3 separate regions of the Sus scrofa genome follow, and regions 1 and 2 are each linked to region 3. Evidence: chromatin contacts called from public Hi-C and HiChIP or PLAC-seq data. All regions are on one chromosome and are shown on one strand. The core of a region is the stretch at or near the end of the contact, and the rest is flanking DNA. Distances in the headings are between cores, read along the strand shown.

Region 1 (4,234 bases), core at 492-2,991, 430 kb before region 3:
AATGACTTTGTCCAGGCCAGCGTTGGACCGGAAGTCACGGATGTCCCTGCGGATCTGCTCCAGCTGGCAGGGGGCGGGAGCGGGCGAAGGGGGAGGGTTGTACAGGTTCTCCCGACCTGTGGAGGCCTGGGCGACTCAATTACCCAAGTGCAAAGTGGGGCCTGGACCCTCGGGATGGAAGCATGGGGACAAAAGAGAACAGGTGGCGGGGGTGGGGGAAAGGACAAATGACAAGGGAGAACAAGTGGCAGAGGATATGGGGCGCCGGGAGGGGCTGCACCTGCTGCGCGCGCGTGCCCGGGATGAGGTTGTCAGCGCGCGCACTCTGGTTAGCTGCGATGAACTCCGGGATGTAGACCGACGGCCGCGGGCGCAAGGCCTCCATGTGCGGCCACAGTTGCTCCTGCAGCTCCCAATCTAGTACCTGCGCGCGCCTCATCGCCTCCGCCAGGTTCAGCGACGATATGTCCCAGCCTGGGGGGGCGGGGACCCTCAAGCTCGGCGGGGATCCTGGACCCCCACAGGCCCGGCCTCCCACCCCACCCCTGGCCCAGGGCCCCGCCCACCGTCGAAAACGAGATCGTCGGGTGCCACCATGGGCAGCAGCGCGCTGAAGGGCACGAACACCTCCTGGCCCTCGGCGTCCAGGCCTAGGCTAACGGTGCCAGCCTGTGTCAGCGAGCCGTAGTAGTTGGCCTCCTGGGGAGCGGCAGACAGGGCAGAGAGATGGGTGGGCGTGGCGTGGGGAGGCCCAAGAGTCGGCACACTCAAGCTCCGCCCTACTTTCGGGCGCCTCAGCTCTGCTCCAAGTCAAGGCAAGAGCTGCTTCCCCTCCGGAGGTCCCAACCCGAAGTCCTCCCTACCTTGGGCTCCGCCCCCACAAGACCCCCTGAGGAGTGCCCGCCCCGCCCCGTGGAAGCCCCGCCCCGGGGTCCGCCCGCAGCGAGGAACCCCGCCCCCTTAAGACCCACTCCTCCGTAGAGCCCCTCCCCCTCTGCGTGGATTCCAGCGGAGCCCTGGGTTCTACCAGGCGCCGCCCGACTCCCCCACCTTGCGGCCGGTGCGCGTAGGCCAGGACAGGCGCAGTCGGTTGGCCAGCACGGCAGCGGTCAGCGTGGAGCCGTTGTTCCCGCCCCAGCCGACGAGCATGACCCCCAGCCGGGGCACCTGCCGGGCGGTCCGGAAAGTGAAGCGCGTGGACGTGGGATGCACCTGGGGACAGGCGGTGCGGTGAGTCGGGGACCACAGGCCCCTCCCCCCTCATCGCAGGGCGGAGATCGCAGACGTTGGGCAATTCCCGCTTGGTCTCGGCTCCCTGGTTCCCCCTAGCCTCACGGCCAGCCCGGTCCCTCGCCTACTTTGAGGACGCCAGCCTCGCGGCTGACGCACGTCGTCCTGTACTCGTACTTCGCCTCGATAGCCTCGGGGCTGTAGACCACGTCGGGGCTCTCCACCACGAACTCGGTTGCGGCCTCCATCGTGGTGAGCTGGGGGCGCGGGGTGGGCAGGAAGTCAGCGGGGACCCGAGAGTTGGCTGGGCCAAGCCGACTTCGGTCCCTGGGGAGTCTGCACCCCTCCCGGGGCCGCACTTACCGGCGCAGAGTCGGCTGGAACTGCAGCGGACGGCTAGGGCTCGGGGCGCGCGAACTCGAGAGAAAAGAGCGGTGGCTCCACCCCGCTCCGCCCCCTCGCTCCGCCCACGCCGCGGAGGAGGGGCGCTCGCGGCCTGGACGGTGCACACAGGCCTTGGATTCGGGTTCGAGGCCCTTCTGCCCCGAGCCCCCGTGTTAATCTGGTCCCCTAAACTGTCCTGCGCGGCCGGACAATCATATGGGCCGCAGACCCCCGGCCCGAGCTCGGCGCGCGTGATTCACTTCGCATCGCGGGTTGAGCCGGCGGCAGCTTCCCCTCATATTACAAAAGAGAATCATATGGATGTAAGTGAGCGCAGGCCCCAGCCACAAGGCAGGAGGTGGAGCCAGGCAAGGAGGCTGGGCCTCTGCGGGGTTATCTGGAGAAACCGAGGCACGAGACACTAAACCGGGATTAAGACTTCGAAGCCAGACGCTCCTCCAGCCCAGGCTGCCTCCTCCCCCTACCCCTTCCAGAACAGCAGCACCCTCCAGATATCAACCCCCCACCCCCACCCCCGCCACAGGGTTCACGTGGATGGGGTGGTGGCTGCGAGTCCTCAGTTTCCCCACCTGTAGCAGGAGGGCTTGATTGGGCCAGGCTGGAGTGGGGGCGGGGGAGAGACTGTTGGCGAGAGGAGGGGAGGGGAGAGGAGGGGAGGGGATGGGATGGGCAGAGCAGAGGCGGCCCGCTGGGGAGGAGCTAGGCCAGCACAGCACTAAGCCCCCCTAAGAGCACAGCGATAAAGGAGCGTGGGAACCCGGCAGGCGGGCGGGGGCGGCTCCCCCAGGAACTTTCCAAAACAAGCGGCCTCCTCCGGCTGGAAAGTTTCCACCACTGGAGCTGACCCAAAAGGTGGATAGTTGGGAACATTTGCAGGAAACTTGGTCAGGGCCTGGCCTTGGAAGGTGGGGGTTCTAAAACCGGTCCAGGTTTTGCCCTCCAGGGGCTCCAGTGAGGGGGAGTCAGAAGTGGACTGGGTCACTCCCAGCCAGAGGGACCTAACAGGCAGCGCTGGGCAGGGCAGACTGCCTGGAGGATGTGGCGCGGTGAGGGATCTTGAGATCTGAAGACATCAAAAATGTGAAGGACTGCCCAGGCAAAAACCTGGGGGCGTGGTTTCAGGGGCAGATGAAAAGGGACTGAGCGCAAGGGGGAAGGAGGCAGTCTGGGGACCAGGGTAGACCTTCAGGGCTGGGGACAGGAAAGACAGTATAATAAATATTTGGGTTTTGTCCCCCTGTTCCTGGCTGGAGATTGAGTTCAGTTGCCAATGGCCGGTGATTTATTCAATCATACCTACAATCCATTAGGTTCCATTACCTCTGTAACAACCCTTAACAGTGAGGTTCTGGTGAACCCATGGAGGTTCTGGGAGAAGTTGTGGCAGCCCCGCGCCATTCCCCACACCCTGCCCTCTGCATTTACTTCAAGTGCTTCCCTGAGCACCTCGGGCCATTCTAGCAAATCACTAAACCTCTGAGGGGGCTGAAAGGGATGGATTTACAGAGGGTTGTTTGGTCAGACATATGAGTGGCCAGGGACTTGAGGCTGGCATCTGAAGTGAGGGCTGAGTCCCTCAACCTGTGGGGCCAGATGCCTGACATGGGAATGGAACTGTTGGATGTCCAGTTGGTGCTGGAGAATTGGAGGGAGCTTGTGCCTCCAGGCCATGTGTGACATCACAGGAATGTGTACAGAAAGGTCCCCAAAGACCCAGCCCTGAAGAACCCCAGCATTCACAGGGCAGCCTGGGGGAGGTGCTGGCAGGAGGGTAGTGGGGCAGAGTGGCCCCAGGCAGGCTCCTGGAGGGGCAGCTGCAGGGGATGTGGCTTCTGACTGCTTCTATTCCAAGCAGTTGGTTGGAGCTGTAAGGAGAACTGCAGGGACAGTCTGGGTGTGTGACAGGGACTGAGTGTGCTGCCTGGGGGTGAGCAGTGAACGACTGAGGACCCCATTCCCACCAGACCGCAGGCTCCTGAGGGCAGGGGCAGAGCTGTTTCCATCACTGCTGAGTGCCAGCGCCCCGTGCACGGAAGTTGCAGCATCTAGGTGCTGGCAGGAGGAAGACATTGTCCAGCAATTGGCAGGGGCTGGTGGGCAACCCCCAAACCTTTGGCCACGGTGGCACAGGTCATGAGAGTGAGAAAACCCTTCTGGGGCCCTACGGGACTGGACTTGGGTGTCCTTGGCACAGGAAGGATGATCAGGGAACCGCCTGTAGCCACAGTGTCGCTGGGCAGTGGGGGCTGTGGGGGAGCCTGGCGGAAGGCTGGGGGAGGAGGGTGAACAGGGGTGAGTCTGAGGCGTGACAAGGCTGAAGGAGGCAGGTGTCAGCCCTGGGCCCCGGAGTGTGGGGACAGAGATGTTAATCCCTTTAGAACGGCGTGGCCAGGCCGCCCGGGGAGCAGGGTACATTCTGCCCCACAGAGAACTGCCTGACCGCCCCTCCCGCACCCCTCAGATTCCTGGGCCGCCTCAGAACTCAGGCCAAGGCCGTTGGCCAGCAGAGCCACCAGAGAGGCTAAGGCCCACAGTCCCTGACCCCTGGACCCCTTTAATCCCGGTCTTATTCTTTGTTTTTCCTTCCTAAAATAAACAT
Region 2 (4,550 bases), core at 205-2,704, 320 kb before region 3:
AACTGTTGGTTTCGGAGTTCCCATCGCGGCGCAGTGGAAACCAATCCGTCTAGGAACCATGAGGTTGAGGGTTCGATCCCTGGCCTTGCTCAGTGGGTTAAGGATCCGGCATTGCCGTGAGCTGTGGTATGAGTTGTAGATGCGGCTTGGATCTGACGTTGCTGTGGCTGTGGTGTAGGCTGGCAGCTGTAGCTCTGATTGGACCCCTAGCCTGGGAACTTCCATATGCTGCAAGTGCAGCCCTAAAAAGCAAAAACAAACAAACAAAAAACAACCCAAAAAAACAAAAAACAAAACAAACTATTGGTTTCAAGTTCCCACTGTGGCACCACAGCATCAGCAGCGTTTTGGGAGCTCTGGGATGCAGGTTTGATAAGGATCCAGTGTTGCCAAAGCTATGGCTTGGGTTGCAACTGCAGATTGGATTTGATCCCTGTCTTGGGAACTCTGTATGCTGCAGGGCAGCTGAAAAAAAACCCACAAAACAAAAACTATTGATTCAACTATAAGAATATATAGAAATCCTGGAATCCTGGCCTTATAAATAAGAATCCTAGTCATCATTAACTATTCAATGAATGAAGGAAGGAGAGCATGGCAGTGATAATACAGTTTACCCCTAGTTTATTGAGGGCTTGCATTGGACCAAGTCTTTTGTTGCAAGAGATTTACCTGCATGATCTCATAAAGTTAAGCCACTTGCACCAGGCCCCCCCAACCAGGATTTGATAGAACTGGAATTTGAACTCAGATATGTCCAATTCCAGGGCTCTCAAAGAGACTTCCGTGTGCCCAGGAGCATGTGTATTTCTCCCAAGCTCTTGGTAACCTTAAGAGGCAGATCCTGTGTTCACCTGGACTCACAGTTAAACTGAGGACCAGAAAAATAAGATATATAATATGTAACACATATCACAAGGCCTCAATAACTAAGGATAATTAATCCGGAGTTCCCGTTGCGGCTCAGTGGTTAAAGAATCCGACTACGAACCACAAGGTTGCAGGTTTGATCCCCGGCATGGCTCAGTGGGTTAAGGATCCGGTGTAGCCATGAGCTGTGGTGTAGGTTGCAGATGTGGCTCGGATCCTGCTTGGCTGTGGCTGTGGCATAGGCTGGTAGCGGCAGCTCTGATTTGACCCCTAGCCTGGCCAGAAAAAGGTCACCAAAAGCAGAGCAGGGATTTTTGAAGCGGAATGAGTCTGATTCCCAGCCTGGAAAACATAACACGTGGGTCTGGGTCGACCACAGGCCACTAGAGCACTATATGCCCTTGTGGGAATGCCCGCCACTCTCGGATCTCTGTCTTACCACTTACAAAACTGGGCGTGTTTTCAGCCTCTCTCTCCACCCCTCCCCCCGCCCTTCCGGGCTGCCAAGGAGCAGGGTTTTGGAAACTACGCAGGCGCGCGAGGGACTGCTTGATTGGCTATTTGTTATGAACCCCCTCCCCGCAAACAGTAACTGCGTCTAAGTCCCACCTCTTCCTGCCGCGCCTCCACGCACGCAAGTCGGCCCCGGGCACGTTGCGGACACGCGCGCTAGCACTCATGGTACGTGATGACGTTGAGGCGGCACTGGCGCCATCCCGGAAGCGCGAGCAAGGCCGCCAGATGTGCAGGTGCTGCTGCCACCGACGCCGGGGCCGAGTTCAGGGTGGGGCTGGGGACGCAGGGGCTTCTGGGCAGCTGGGCCGGGCGGGAGCAGTCCCCGGGCTGTCGCGGGGTGGGGCGCGCCGCTGGCAACATCTGGACACCCTGCGCACAGGCCTCAGTTTCCCCGGCTGCGCAGTGGACGCGCGGACGGCGCCGTGGGCTGGATCCGGATCCGGGGCGCCAGAGTTGGGGGCGTCTATGTTGAAGCTGTGCTATATCACCCAGAACCGGGCTTTTCCCTGCTTAGGCCTCAGTTTCCCGGCTTCACAGGGGCGGGGCTTGAGGGGCTTTGTGAGCCCCGCCGCACTGGGGGGTTTTGCAGAGCTGGGGTAGCCCAGTTAAATTCTGTTAAATGATCTAGGTGGAGTCGCGGCGTCTCTCTGCCTAGGTGTGTGACCTTGGGCAACTGAGCCCACCTCTCTAGCCTTGGTTGCCTTCGGAAATGATAGTGTCAGTCTATCTGCCTCTCAGGGGTGATTAGGGATTAAATGAAGTGTTTTACAAGTGTTCGTTTGTATTCTTGGAAGCACTGGGGAGACCCTCATTAGAATAGTGATTCTTGGCCCAGTCCTAGGTTTTCTTAACACTCCCCTCGGAGAAACTGCCTGCTACCAGTCCACTGTCTCATCACTATTGGTTTCATTACCCAAAGATAGTGTTGTGAGATTCTGATTCTTTGTTATTCCTAGCTTCTGGATGAGAAGGACCCAGGAGGTGAGGTGACTTTCCTAAGGTCACGGAGCCTCCCTCTCTGCGTGTTTCCCCCATAAATATATTTGGAGCTGGGACTAGTGCCTATACTGGATCATTTTTCACCCTGTATATGGGTCAGACCGATACTTAGTCAGGGAAGGCTTCCCGTGAGAAGCAGCTGGTGAGGGAGTATGCATTGAATCTCTCAGCCCTCACATCTGGGAGCCAGAGACAGGAAAGAGCCTTACTTTGAAGCAGAACCATTTCCCGGGGTCCAAATGTTTTGCCCTCCAGGCCTAGTTGTGGGGTTCCTGCCACATGCCTCTGTCCTTTGAGAGCCCAAGTATCCTCTTTATATATGATCTTTGGAAATGTGGAGGCTGTGAGCGTCCATACCTGGCACACAGTCAGAACAAAATAAACATGGTGATTATTGGGGGCGGGGGAGGGGGGTTTCATCAGGTGTGGCAGTTCATCTCCAGAAGGCACATAAGGCTGCAGACCCTAGCTAGATTCAGAGCACAAATAGATATGTACTCTCAGCCTCTATAGCTTTGGGGAAAAAAAAAAAAAAAAAAAGTGTTAGTTGCTAACATTTGTAAATGAGGCGATTTCATAAGGGGAAAAATATATGTTTCAGTTTGTTTGTTTTGGCCATGCTGCAGCATCCGAAAGCTCCCAGGCCAGGGATCAAGCTGCTGCAATGACAACACAGATCCTTAACCTACTGTGCCACTAAAGAACTCAGCTTTTTTTCTGGAAAAAATCAGAAGTCTGGCAGGAATCAGCTGCTGTAAGAAGCAGTTGTTCTGTCACAGGTGGATACTGAACATCTGTCCAGAGTTTGTGGATCCTGTGGACCGTGGCATTTAAGTTGTGACTCAAGTTCACTGGCTATGTGACAGTGGCTCAGTTCTTCAGTGTCTGAGACTCAGTTTTGTCATATAGAAATAAGGATGATAACAATTGCCAGTGTTTGAAGTTGGTGTCCTGTTTAGCATACAGTAGGTAACAAAGAGGGGAGTAGAGTTAGCAGGCTCTGAAAGCCCTTCCTGATCCTGTGTGTGAATATAATCAATTGCATGTGGGCCTTTCTGTGGGCCATTAAATGTGCAGTCCCTAGAGCCAAGCTGTGTCAGGATTCTGGGTTTTTCCTGAACCCCCTCAGGAAGGTCAGTCCTGAAGCTGTGGCCCCCTCCTGCCCTGGCATGGTCCAGGAAGTCTTCACCTCCTGGGATGGCATCTGTGTGTCAAGGAAGCTGGAGGCTACCAAGCCATCTGAGTTGCTGGGACCCACAGCCTGGCTGCCAGTGCCCCAAGTTCTTGCCTTTAACTTCTTTTTTTTTTTTTTTTTTAAATTTTATTTTATTTTATTGTTATTATTATTTTTTTGTCTTTTTGCCATTTTTAGGGCCACTCCCGTGGCATATGGAGGTTCCCAGGCTAGGGGTGTAATCGGAGCTGTAGCCACTGGCCTACACCAGAGCCATAGCAACTCAGAATCCGAGCCATGTCTGCAACCTACACCACAGCTCACGGCAACGCCGGATTGTTAACCCACTGAGCAAGGCCAGGGATCGAACCCGCAACCTCATGGTTCCTAGTCGGATTCGTTAACCACTGAGCCATGAAGGGAACTCCCGTTCTTGCCTTTAACTTCTAATCCAGCTTCAGAGCTGGGTTTGAAAGGGTCCGTTTGCCTCCACCAAACTAATTTTCCCAATCCTTGGTGTGAACCAGGTTCTGGGCCAGGCTCTGGAGACAGAGCAGTGAGCACAAACAACATGCCTCTGCTCTGTTGCAGCTGACGTTGCTATAGGGGTGACAGGCAAATGGGTCGACTGATAACTTCAGAAAGAGATGTGCCAGTGCAGCAGTTAAAACAAGGTGAAGTGATAAGAGTGACTAGAGTAGGGGTAGCTATCAGAAACCTCCTGGGCGAGAAGGCATTGGAGGGGGCCATAATTTGAGGGTCAGCCATGTATGTTCTACCAGTGGGGACAGCAGGTGCAAAGGCCCCGTGGTGGCAAAGGCAGGGGGATGTGGGAGGAGGGCACATGGACGGGGGAGCTGTGCAGGTGGGAGAAATGAGAGTCTGATGTGCTGGGGTACAAGTTAAAAATATGAATCCCTGTAGTTCTCAAAACATTCCTGAATTCCTGGGATGACAAAGCTTAGGCTCAGGTGCCTTGACCAATTTATGG
Region 3 (4,503 bases), core at 956-3,455:
CTAAGAGTGGCCCCTGGTCAAGAGGCAGCAACTGGAACAAGTTAGGAAGGTGATTCCTCCCCAGAACCTCCAGAAAAGATGTAGCCAGACCAATACTTTGATGTTAGCCTGGCGAGAACCTTGCTGAACTTCTGACCTACAGAAGCTGTGAGATAATAAATGTGTGCTCTTTTAAGCCATTGTTTGTGCTAATTTGTCACAGCGGCAATGGAAAGCGAACATGATTGTACACACGTTATTTCAGCAAATCCTAACCTTCCTGAAATCTGTTTGGAGTTCTACCCCCATTACATAGATAATGCTCAGGGACATGAGGTTCCCTGCAAATGGCCAGAAGGGAAAACAAGCTTTCTCTACTTCAGAATCCAATTTCCTCCGAAGGCTCTGCGTGCCTCTCTGAAGACATCTGCCACTCCCCTGCTTGGTGCTTCGATGGCCTCCCACAATGGCCTCCAAACATGTTTGGAATAAAACCCAAACCCCTGCTGCTGCCGCCCCCTAAGGCTCTGTCCACCTCATTCTTTGTCTCTCCCGCTGTACTTGCCCCACTTCTGCTATACCAGCCTCCTAGGCCTTGATCACCTGGAACTCACTCCTGCCTCGGCCACCTCTGCAGCAACTTATGGGGTTAGATCCTTCCCCAAGGTTCAGTCTCAGGTTCAAATGACAGAGAGATCTGGCCTGATCTGACCACTCTCATGCAAAGCAGTTCCCACCCCCATCTCTAATTTTTTTTCAATTTTATTTTATAGCTGCGCCACGGCATATGGAAGTTCCTGGGCCAGGGACTGAATCTGAGCCATGGCAGTGACCCAAGCCCCTGCAGCTGGATTCTTAACCCACTGTGCCACAGTGGGAACTCCCCCCACCCCCATTTCTGACTCAGTACTCTCATCTCCTCTCACCCCCATAGGGCTCAAGTTGTAATTAAGCTTTCTCTCTTCAGAACACTAAACCCTGGAGTTCCCATCGTGGCTCAGTGGTTAACGATTCCAACTAGGAACCATGAGGTTGCGGGTTCGATCTCTGGCTTTGTTCAGTGGGTTAGGGATCCAGCGTTGCTGTGAGCTTCGGTGTAGGTCGAAGACGAGGCTTAGATCCCGAGTTGCTGTGGCTGTGGTGTAAGCTGGCGGCTACAGCTCTGATTAGACCCCTAGCTTGGGAACCTCCATATGTCGCAGGTGCAGCCCTTAAAAAAAAAAAAAAAAATTCTCCAATGGCTCACTCTCAAAGTAACTGTAATATCCGTGACCCTTCCCCAAAAGTACTGCCTAAGGTCCTTTCTGCTCCCTCTCCTGTCACCCGCTCACTGCCTGGGCCCTGGACTCTATTTTTCAGCCCTCAAACAGCCAAGCCCCCTCACCACTCCCCATCACACCATCTCCTGACATCTTGTTTATTAACTTGTTAATTCTCTGTCTCCCTTGGGAGCTGAGGTTTCCAAGAGAGCTGGGAGTTTTGTCTATTTTGTACTGCTTTGAGCCCAGCACGAGCACTCTGCCTGGCTTATACAGATACTCCATGAGGAGTGAACGAATGGGCATGTTTGGAGAGAAATAATCTGGTTAATGGGACAGGGTGACATTGCGAAAAGCCTCGGAGTTCTCACCTGGACAATGAGGATAAACAACGTCCCTACTTCACAGGTATTGAGGGTATGGCGGCACAGTGTGGGCGCTGAACCAACAAGAATTACTGTTACTATTATCATTACTATAGCGTAATAACCTCGCCATTGTTATTACCATAGCGGTAAGAAACCCCTCTTTTACTCAAACGCCTCCCAGGCTAAGAGCGCTCAAAGTGAGAAGTATCATAAACTGCTGCTGCTTTGGGTTTTGTCATGGGACAGGGATAATTCCTTATCGCGCTCTAAAGAGGTGTGAGAGGAAAAACGGGACGAGGAAAGAAAGGGTTTTAAAATCAGAGCACGACCCGTGGCCAACAGGAAGCGTATTCCGCCCCCGCCTCCGCCCCTAGCATCCCCTAGCCCACCTTCACCCGCTGAGCCTCGTTGATGCACTGTTGGTAGCTGCCAATGTAGAAGGCATTCTTTACGTCGAACAACTCATCTACTTCCCCGGAGCCGCCGGAGGCCGGGCCGGGTGCCGGTGGCGCCATGTCGCTGTGTTCTTACCCCTTCCTCTTCCTGAGGACACGTCGGCCGGAAGCACAGAGCCACCGCAGAGCCTCCGGGAAATGTAGTTTACTCGGCTCCCTGGAAATGAGCTTAAAGAGGAGTTAAAGGGGCGGGAGACGCACGTGCGTTCACAGGGCATCTCGGGAATTGTAGTTGTATTCGAGTCTGCGGGCTCGGGGAAAACATGGTAAGGATATAATGAGCCTAGGAATGGCAGTAAACTGCAGAGGGTGGAGCCGCGCAAAAGGTAGATCCAATAAACGCGAAGGCTTCCCTGACGTCATCGACAAGCGCCGGAAGCACGGCTCACAGGGGTGCCGGGCTGACTGAGAGGATGGCTGGCTTTGCTGAGCTCGGGCTGTCATCGTGGCTGGTGGAACAATGTCGGCAGCTGGGTTTGAAGCAGCCCACGCCCGTGCAGCTCGGCTGCATCCCCGCCATCCTGGAGGGTGAGTGTACCTAGGCCTCTTCTACAGGAGGTTTCCCCGCTCCTGTCGCCTTACTTTGCCTTCTCGCCCCTTTTGCCCACACCGGTACCGTGGGTCGAGGGGCAGCTTTGGGGCCTCACGGGCGAGCCTGGTTTCTCGGAGTCGACTACTCAGTGTTGGCGTTTAGGCTGTACGATTGACTCGCCGTGTTTCCGCACACAAGTGGTGTAATTTCTGAAGCTCTCATAGATAGCCTCAGAGCGCTGGGATGATTTGATGAGTGACTGGTAGATAACACTGGGAAAATTCGGTAGTTTGTATTACTATCTCCATTTCATAGATGGAAACTGAGGTTGTCGGTATTACCGGTACCGACAACTGGTAAACCTAGGTAAATTTAGGACTCTAGTCTGTAGACTGCTTTTCTCCTCACTCCTCTGGCTTTTTAGGAAGCCTCAGATGGACAAATTGAGAGATTAAATAAAGCTGAAGGCATCATTTGGGAGCATAGGATGCAGATTTTGGAGAACATTCTGGGTTTCCCAAGCTTCTATCCCTGGGAAGGAGTCAAAATGAGGTAGTGATTAGTAGCAGACATCTCAGGTCAGATGCATGTGGGTTCTAGTCCAGCTTGTACTCACTGGCAGTGTGTCCTGGGCAAAGCTTTGAGATCTGTTCTCCCTTCTGTTAAGTGGGAATGGTAATGGCCTCTTCCTCCTAAAATTTGTCAGTTGCTAAAACAGTAAGTTATCAGAATCCTGAAACAGAAAGAGCACACGCCAGTATTGAGCATACAGTAACTGCTTATTAGACCTTAGCTGTTATACACTGGGCCCAGTGGAACATCTGTTATACCTCTGATGCTGCTTTGCCCTCTGTCCAGGTCGGGACTGCCTCGGCTGTGCCAAGACAGGCAGCGGCAAGACAGCAGCGTTTGTCCTGCCCATCTTGCAGAAGCTGTCTGAAGATCCCTATGGTATCTTCTGCCTCGTCCTGACACCCACAAGGTGAGCTTCTGGCCCCCAATAGGCCTCTTGGGGGAGCTAACCAGCTGTGTTCTCTTGGGCAAGCGCACTTTGCATTTGTGCAAAATGGGGACAGAGATTAAGCCCATGTCTTAGGGGTACTGAAGAATTAAACAAGATGATATGTGGAAAGTGCTGAGCATGAGGCTTGATTTAGGGCAAGCAGGAAGATCAGGAAGTAGGGACATGGGCAGAAAAGAGGCCTGGGCGGAGCTGGAGCTGGGGGCAGAGAGGAGGGGACCTGGACACTGACCAGCCCTTGAGGAGGGGGTACTGACACTTGGGTCTCAGGCTTTGAAGACTGTGGTGTCATTGCTGAGGACATGGGAAGAGACAGGGCCAGTTTGAGTGGGACTGGCAGGTGACGAGCCATGAGCTGTTCTGGGACCTGGTTAGAGGGCAGGGGCACAATGAGCCTCCAACACTCAGTATCAGAACCTTTGTGCTAAGGGGACTGGGGGCTGTGGAAGGTGTGTGAACAGGAGAGGGCCAGTCAGGAGGTGGAATAGGAATGAGAGGCAGGCACAAAACCCCTATCTGACCCATCCTGGCCCCTTCACACCCACAGGGAGCTGGCCTACCAGATTGCAGAGCAGTTCCGGGTCCTGGGGAAGCCTCTGGGCTTGAAAGACTGCATCATCGTTGGTGGCATGGGTATGAGAGGCCCAGGGAGGCTCTGGGCATGGAAACCCTGAGGCTTCAGACTATCCTCCCAGCCCCACCTCTTGCCCTCCACCCACAGACATGGTGGCACAGGCCCTGGAGCTGTCCAGAAAACCACACGTGGTCATTGCCACACCAGGGCGCCTTGCTGACCACCTCCGCAGCTCCAACACCTTCAGCATAAAGAAGATCCGCTTCCTGGTGAGTTGGCCTGGGGTACTGATTCATCATTCATTTGTGAAATGCG

Evidence for each region. Hi-C and Micro-C count contacts between places; a contact is called where the count stands out from the background. HiChIP or PLAC-seq counts read pairs in DNA pulled down with a chosen protein or histone mark.
Region 1: a contact with region 3 is called in an H3K27ac HiChIP or PLAC-seq map of alveolar macrophages. The contact joins the promoter of ISYNA1 here to the promoter of COPE in region 3. A contact is called at or near these places in 1 of 5 promoter capture datasets (fetal skeletal muscle) and 1 of 2 datasets of contacts at active chromatin or transcription factors (alveolar macrophages).
Region 2: a Hi-C map of liver shows a contact between it and region 3, with 5 times the contacts expected there. The contact joins the promoter of KXD1 here to the promoter of COPE in region 3. A contact is called at or near these places in 3 of 5 promoter capture datasets (fetal skeletal muscle, liver and skeletal muscle), 7 of 47 Hi-C or Micro-C datasets (heart right ventricle, liver, psoas muscle and 1 more) and 1 of 2 datasets of contacts at active chromatin or transcription factors (alveolar macrophages).

The regions. Positions count from the first base shown.
Region 1 is chr2:59,361,179-59,365,412 of Sscrofa11.1, reverse strand. ISYNA1 (a long non-coding RNA gene) reads right to left here and starts at 1,741. Exons shown (of 11, transcript XR_002341592.1): 1 at 1,594-1,741; 2 at 1,359-1,487; 3 at 1,051-1,212; 4 at 567-699; 5 at 281-474; 6 at 1-63.
Region 2 is chr2:59,247,797-59,252,346 of Sscrofa11.1, reverse strand. KXD1 (kxDL motif-containing protein 1) reads left to right here and starts at 1,454. Exons shown (of 5, transcript XM_013991423.2): 1 at 1,454-1,551. The coding sequence starts at 1,549.
Region 3 is chr2:58,928,631-58,933,133 of Sscrofa11.1, reverse strand. COPE (coatomer subunit epsilon) reads right to left here and starts at 2,205. Exons shown (of 10, transcript XM_003123536.4): 1 at 1,996-2,205. The coding sequence starts at 2,121. It overlaps DDX49 (probable ATP-dependent RNA helicase DDX49), which reads left to right and starts at 2,424. Exons shown (of 13, transcript XM_003123539.4): 1 at 2,424-2,589; 2 at 3,452-3,575; 3 at 4,162-4,247; 4 at 4,336-4,457. The coding sequence starts at 2,475.